Regions from separate parts of the Anser cygnoides genome. Here region 2 is linked to region 1. Evidence: chromatin contacts called from public Hi-C data. All regions are on one chromosome and are shown on one strand. Each heading gives the region's core, a stretch centred on a gene start, on an enhancer-like site or on the middle of the called end of the contact. The rest is flanking DNA. Distances are from core to core; before and after follow the strand shown. Region 1 holds the start of TXNIP (thioredoxin interacting protein). Region 2 holds the start of MCL1 (MCL1 apoptosis regulator, BCL2 family member).

Region 1 (3,067 bases), core at 320-2,819:
GGACCCTACTGGAGGGGAACAGGACTCTACTGGGGGGGAACAGGACCCTTTGGAGGGGCACAGGACCCTACTGGGGGGGCACGGGACCCTACTGGGGGGGCACAGGACCCTACTGGGGGGGCACAGGACCCTTTGGAGGGGCACAGGACCCTACTGGGGGGGCACAGGACCCTACTGGAGGGGAACAGGACCCTTTGGAGGGGCACGGGACCCTGTTGGAGGGGCACAGGACCCTACTGGGGGGGCACGGAACCCTACTGGGGGGGCACGGAACCCTACTGGGGGGGCACAGGACCCTACTGGAGGGGAACAGGACCCTTTGGAGGGGAACAGGACCCTACTGGGGGGCACAGGACCCTGTTGGAGGGGCACAGGACCCTTTGGAGGGGCACAGGACCCTACTGGGGGGGCACAGGACCCTACTGGAGGGGAACAGGACCCTTTGGAGGGGCACAGGACCCTACTGGGGGGGCACAGGACCCTTTGGAGGGGCACAGGACCCTTTGGTGGGGGCACAGGACCCTTTGGAGGGGCACAGGACCCTACTGGGGGGGCACAGGACCCTACTGGAGGGGCACAGGACCCTTTGGTGGGGGCACAGGACCCTTTGGTGGGGGCACAGGACCCTTTGGTGGGGGCACAGGACCCTACTGGGGGGGCACAGGACCCTTTGGTGGGGGCACAGGACCCTACTGGGGGGGCACAGGACCCTTTGGTGGGGGCACAGGACCCTGTTGGAGGGGCACAGGACCCTACTGAGGGGCACGGGATCCTACTGGGGGGGCACAGGACCCTACTGGGGGGGCACGGGGCCCTACTGGGGGGGCACGGGACCCTACTGGGGGGGCACAGGACCCTACTGAGGGGGCACAGGACCCTACTGGGGGGCACAGGACCCTTTGGAGGGGGCACAGGACCCTGTTGCAGGCTGCAGATGGCGGTGGATGAGGGGAGCCCCCTCACGGTCCCCAGAAAGGACGGAGGGAGGCTGAGAGATGCCCCCCAGACCCCAATTCCGTCCTTTTTTTACCACAAAATAGACGTTTTTAGGTGCGGGGGGGGACATCACTGGGGGGCTGAGGGAACACAGGAGGTGACTGAGGGGGACTTGGGGGGGGGGCTGTGGAAGCCCCCAGCGGGCGGGGGTCGCCCCAAGCCCCCCCCCCCCCCCCCCCTCAGGGCCCAGCCCCAGGCGGGGGTCTCGCCCCCGGCCCTCACAGCTGGGAACAGAACATCCCGTTCCCCGCTCCCCATTGGCCTCCACCGCCGCCCGTCCTCACTTCCCATTGGCCCGCCGCGCTGTCACTCCGCCTCCCTCCCCGCCCCCGCCCCCGCCTTCCCCAGCCGAGCACACGCTCGCCTCTCCTTCACACGCTGTCCACGCTCCGCAGGCGGCGCGCTGATTGGCCAGCCGGCTTGTAAACAAGGCGGCGGCGGCCAATGGGCGCGCTGATCACGCGAGCAGCACGGCCTGGCCACGCGCCTTCGGCGTGGAGCGCCTGGCATCAACAGGCGCGGGAGGGGGGAGCGCGGGCGGGCGGAGGCTATAAAAGGGGGCGGGCGGCGGCGCCGCGGCCAGAGCGCTGAGGGCAGCAGGAGGCGGAGGAGCTACGCAGCGGCTCTGCGGCGGGCAGAAAGGGGTTAAACCTCCTACTTTTTTTTTCTTTTTTGACTGAAACCAGCCTTTTTTGGGGTGGTTTATAGCCTTTTTTCCTCCTTGCGAGGAAGAAAAACCTATCTCTGCCCCGCGTCGCCGCTCGCTGCTTCCTCGGGAGAATCCTCACGCACTCACCTCAGCCATGGTGATGTTCAAGAAAGTTAAGACCTTCCTCGTGGCCTTCAGCGAGCCCGAGAAGGTTTATTGTAGCGGGGAGAAGGTGGCCGGCCGCGTGCTGGTGGAGGTGGCCGAGGTGACTCGCGTCAGCGCCGTCAAGGTGCTGGCCTGCGGGGTGGCCAAAGTCAACTGGGCCAAGGGCCCCCAGCAGTGCAAGCAGGAGATGGAGTACCTGCGCTTCGAGGACGTCCTGACCCTGGAGGAACAGCCCACAGGTGAGGGCTTGGGGCTGGGAGAAGGGGGTGTGGAGGTGGGTCTCTCCTTGGGGTGTCCTGGCTGTGCCCCCTTGGGTGTGGGGTGTCTTGGTGGGGAGTTTTGGGGGAGTTTTGGGGTGGGAGGGCTCAGCGCTGAAAGTGGAACCGGGTGGTGGCTGGAACTCGGGAGAAATGAGGAAATGGATAGAGGCCTCACAGCTGGGCAAAGGGAAAGGTGAGGGTTTCTGTGCCCTGTGAGGAGCCCGGAACAAAAGCAGCCGTGCTGCGACCAAGGGACCTGGGTGTTGAAGTGGCTGGGAGCAGGCAGAATGAGATCGGTTTGGGCTGGGTGTTGCAGGGCAGCAGGAGCTGAGCCTGGTGCCTGCAACAGGTAGGCAGGGAGGGGCCCGCACAGATGGTGCCAGAGGCGAGGAGTTTCCAGGGCACGGAGAACTTCCCTGCCTGCCTTCAGCCTCCCTGTTGGGCTGGCTGCAGGGTAGGCGGAGAGGGAGTTGGCAGAGTTCCCGGGAGATACCTGGGGTGATGTGAAATCTCAGAGATAAACAGCGAGGAAGGTGGTGTTGGATACTCCTGCAAAGTCCAAGGGGGAGGCAGTGGGGAGGGGTAACGCAGGCTGAACTGAGGCAAGATTGTGTTTGTGGCCTCAGCTGCGGATGTTGAAAGAGGAAGTGAAAGTGCTGCTCGCTTCATGAGGACATGAAGTTCTGTGGTTGTTTGGGGACAGGTGTGGGAGGCTCTTAGCAAACAGCTAATGCTGCTCTAGCTCATGCAGCCTCTGACTTGATCGCTGCCTGGGTAAGCACGAAGGGGATAATGCTTAAGAACAGTGCCCTGGAGCTTCATCTAACGCTCCCCTCTTCTTTTCCCAGATGGGGATGGTTCTGTAATCTTGAGACCTGGGAACAAATACGAGTACAAATTCGGATTCGAGCTTCCGCAGGGGTAAGTATCACACAAATACAGTCTCTGAGGAAAAAAAAATAAATCGCGGTCTTATGGAAAACTCTGTTGCTGCCTC
Region 2 (3,067 bases), core at 279-2,778, 320 kb before region 1:
CCTGTTTAGGCACAAAATCCTGATGAGGCCGGAGGGGGGGTGGGGGGTTGAGCCCCAAAGCCCCTCAGTTGCCTGGGATTGCCCCGGGATGGGGACACCGGGGATGGGGGGGCACCGGGGATGGGGGGTAACGGGAACATTGGGCACTGGGCATGGGGGTAATGGGGACGTGGGGCACCGGGGATGGGGACATCAGGGGTGTGGGGACACCGGGGACGTGCGGGTATTGGGGATGGGGGCTCTGGGGATGTGGGGGTACCAGGGATGGGGGTAATGGGGATGAGGGAAGTGGGGATAACAGGGATGGGGGTAATGGGGACATGGGGGCACTGGGGATGGGGACATCAGGGGTGTGGGGACACCAGGGGCATGCGGGTACTGGGGATGGGGGCACTGGGGATGGGGGGGCACCAGGAATGGGGGATAATGGGGACGTGGGGCACTGGGGATGGGGGTAATGGGGATGGGGGACACCAGGGATGGGGGTAACAGGGGTGAGGGGGCACCGAGGATGGGGACATCAGGGGTGTGGGGACACCAGGGACATGCAGGCACCGGGGATGGGGGCACTGGGGATGTGGGGGCACCGGGAATGGGGTTAATGGGGACATGGGGGCACCGGGGACGGGGACATGAGGGGAGTGGGGATAACGGGGATGGGGGTAACGAGGACATCAGGGGTTTGGGGACACCAGGGACGTGTGGGTACTGGGGATGGGGGATAATGGGGATCTGGGGGCACTGGGGATGGGGACATGAGGGGAGTGGGGATAACAGGGATGGGGGATAACAGGAACGTTGGGCACTGGGGATGGGGGTAATGGGGACAAGGGGGCACCGGGGATGGGGACATCAGGGGTGTGGGGACACCAGAGACGTGCAGGCACTGGGGATGGGGGCACTGGGGATGTGGGGGCACCGGGAATGGGGTTAATGGGGACATGGGGGCACCGGGGACGGCGACATGAGGGGTGTGGGGACACCAGGGGTGTGCGGGCACTGGGGGTGGGGGCACTGGGGATTGGGGGGGGCACCGGGGATGCGGAGATACCACGGATGGGGGCAGGGGGACGTGGGACATTGGGGCCGTGGCGACACCGGGGACACGGGCACGGCCGCGGCGTTTTCCTGCCCGGGCCCGGCGGCGCCAGCACCCCCGCGGCTCCTTCCCCGTCCCTTTCCCTACAACCCGGGGCGGATTTGGGGTCGCCCAAACCTCCCGGGGCGGGGGGGGAAGGCGGGAAGGCGGCACCCGGTGCCCTCCTCCCCCCCCTCCCCCGGTGCCCGGCTCCCGGTGCTGAGGCCGTGGCGGGGAGCGGGGGCCCGATCCCGGGATAAACGCCGGGAACTGAGGGGGGGGGGGGGGTCGGGATCAGGCCCCGGGGGGGGGGGAGGCGGAGCCGGAAGCGGAAGCGGAACCGGCTCGCCCCGTGCCCCGCCCCGCCCCCCCCCCTCCCGGTGGCGTCACGGCGCCCATATAAAGGGCCGCCCGCCCGCCCGGCCCCGCTCCCGAAGCCGCCCCGGGGCTCCGCCGCCGCCGCCATGTTCGCCCTGCAGCGCAACGCCCTCGTCGGCTTCAACCTCTACTGCGGCGGGGGGGGGGGGGCCCGGCGGCCCGGCCTCGCCCGGGGGGGGGGACCCGGCCCCGCCGTCCCCTTCCCCCCCCGGCCCCGCCGCCCCGGCGCCGGTGCCCGGTGCCCCCTGCTCGCTCCTTTTCGGCCCCGGGGCCTCCCCCCGCTCGCTCTTCGGTCCCGCCGCCCCCCGCTCGCCGCCGTTGTGGAGCCCCGAGGAGGAGCTGGACGGTTGCGAACCCGAAACCGAGAGGGGACCCGGGGGGGACTCGATGCCCGGGACCCCCCCGGAGCTGCCCGCCGACGAGCTGAGGCAGGACTCGTTAGAGCTCATCCTCCGGTACCTCCGGGAGGCGGCGGGGGAAACGGAAACGGGCTCGAAAAAGTTTTTGCCGGGTCTTTTGGGGAGGCCCGGGGGGGCGGGGGACGGCGTGATGGAGAAAGCGCTGGAAACGCTGCGGAGGGTCGGGGACGGAGTCCTGGAGAAACACGAGCTGGCCTTCCAAGGTGAGTTACCGGGCCTTAACGGGGCCTTAACGGGGGGTTACCGGGCCTTAACGGGGCCTTAACGGGGGGTTACCGGGCCTTAACGGGGGGTTACCGGGCCTTACCGGGGCCTTAACGGGGGGTTACCGGGCCTTAATGGGCCTTAACGGGGGCTTACTGGGCCTTAACGGGGGGTTACCGGGGCCCACCGGGGCTCTACCGGGGGCTGGGAGCTCGTCCCACCGGAGCCGAGCGGGTTAAAAGCGGCAGCTGGTGGCCAAAACCGAACCCGAACTTTGCCCGAAGGGGGGGGGGGAACAACAACAAAAAAAAAAACCCCTCGCCGTGGCTGCGCCGTGCTGATAACCCGGTTACCGATTAAACGGGGCCCGCCCGGGCTCTTGGCCCCGAGCCCGGTGGTTTTACCGGGATCCACCCCCAAAAATCCCCCCCCCCCCCCCCCCCCCCCGAAATAGCCCCAAAACCGCCCGGCCCCGGTGGCCCCGGGCGAGCAGGTGGCGGCGGGGCCGGGGCCGGTTTTCGGTCACCCCCCTGTCCTCGGGGGGAGCGATTTTTTGGGGTGGTTTTCCTGGAATTCGGGAGCGAGTTTCTGGGGGAGAGCTGGAAATTTCGGAGAGGCTTCCCGGAACTCGGCCGCGAGTTTTCGGGGAGCGGCGAGAAGTGGGAGAAATTTTGGGCTGGTTTCTCGGAATTTGGAGGCGAGTTGTTGGGGGGAGGGGGGGAGCGGTGAGAACGAGTCTTTTTGGGTCGGTTTTGCGGATTTTTTTTTTGAAGCGAGCCCTTTGGGGACCGGAAAGAACCGACCCCGTGGGGCTGGTTTTGCTTAGCTCAGAGAGAGGTCCTTGGGGACTGAGGAGATCGGGTTATTTTGGGCTGGTTTTGCGGAATTCGGAGGCGAGTCCTTGGGGACTGGGGAGAATTGACCATTTTGGGGCAGGTCTCGTGTAACTCGGGTGTGGGTTCTCGGAGACCCTTCGGGGCTGCCCATT

Evidence for each region. A called contact is a pair of places that touch in the nucleus more often than the background predicts.
Region 2: a contact with region 1 is called in a Hi-C map of liver, with 11 times the contacts expected there. The contact joins the promoter of MCL1 here to the promoter of TXNIP in region 1. A contact is called at or near these places in 2 of 7 Hi-C or Micro-C datasets (both in liver).

The regions. Positions count from the first base shown.
Region 1 is chr33:1,053,779-1,056,845 of Taihu_goose_T2T_genome, reverse strand. It overlaps TXNIP (thioredoxin interacting protein), which reads left to right and starts at 1,569. Exons shown (of 8, transcript XM_013201232.3): 1 at 1,569-2,049; 2 at 2,919-2,991. The coding sequence starts at 1,800.
Region 2 is chr33:1,375,112-1,378,178 of Taihu_goose_T2T_genome, reverse strand. It overlaps MCL1 (MCL1 apoptosis regulator, BCL2 family member), which reads left to right and starts at 1,528. Exons shown (of 4, transcript XM_048054279.2): 1 at 1,528-1,610; 2 at 1,612-2,078. The coding sequence starts at 1,543.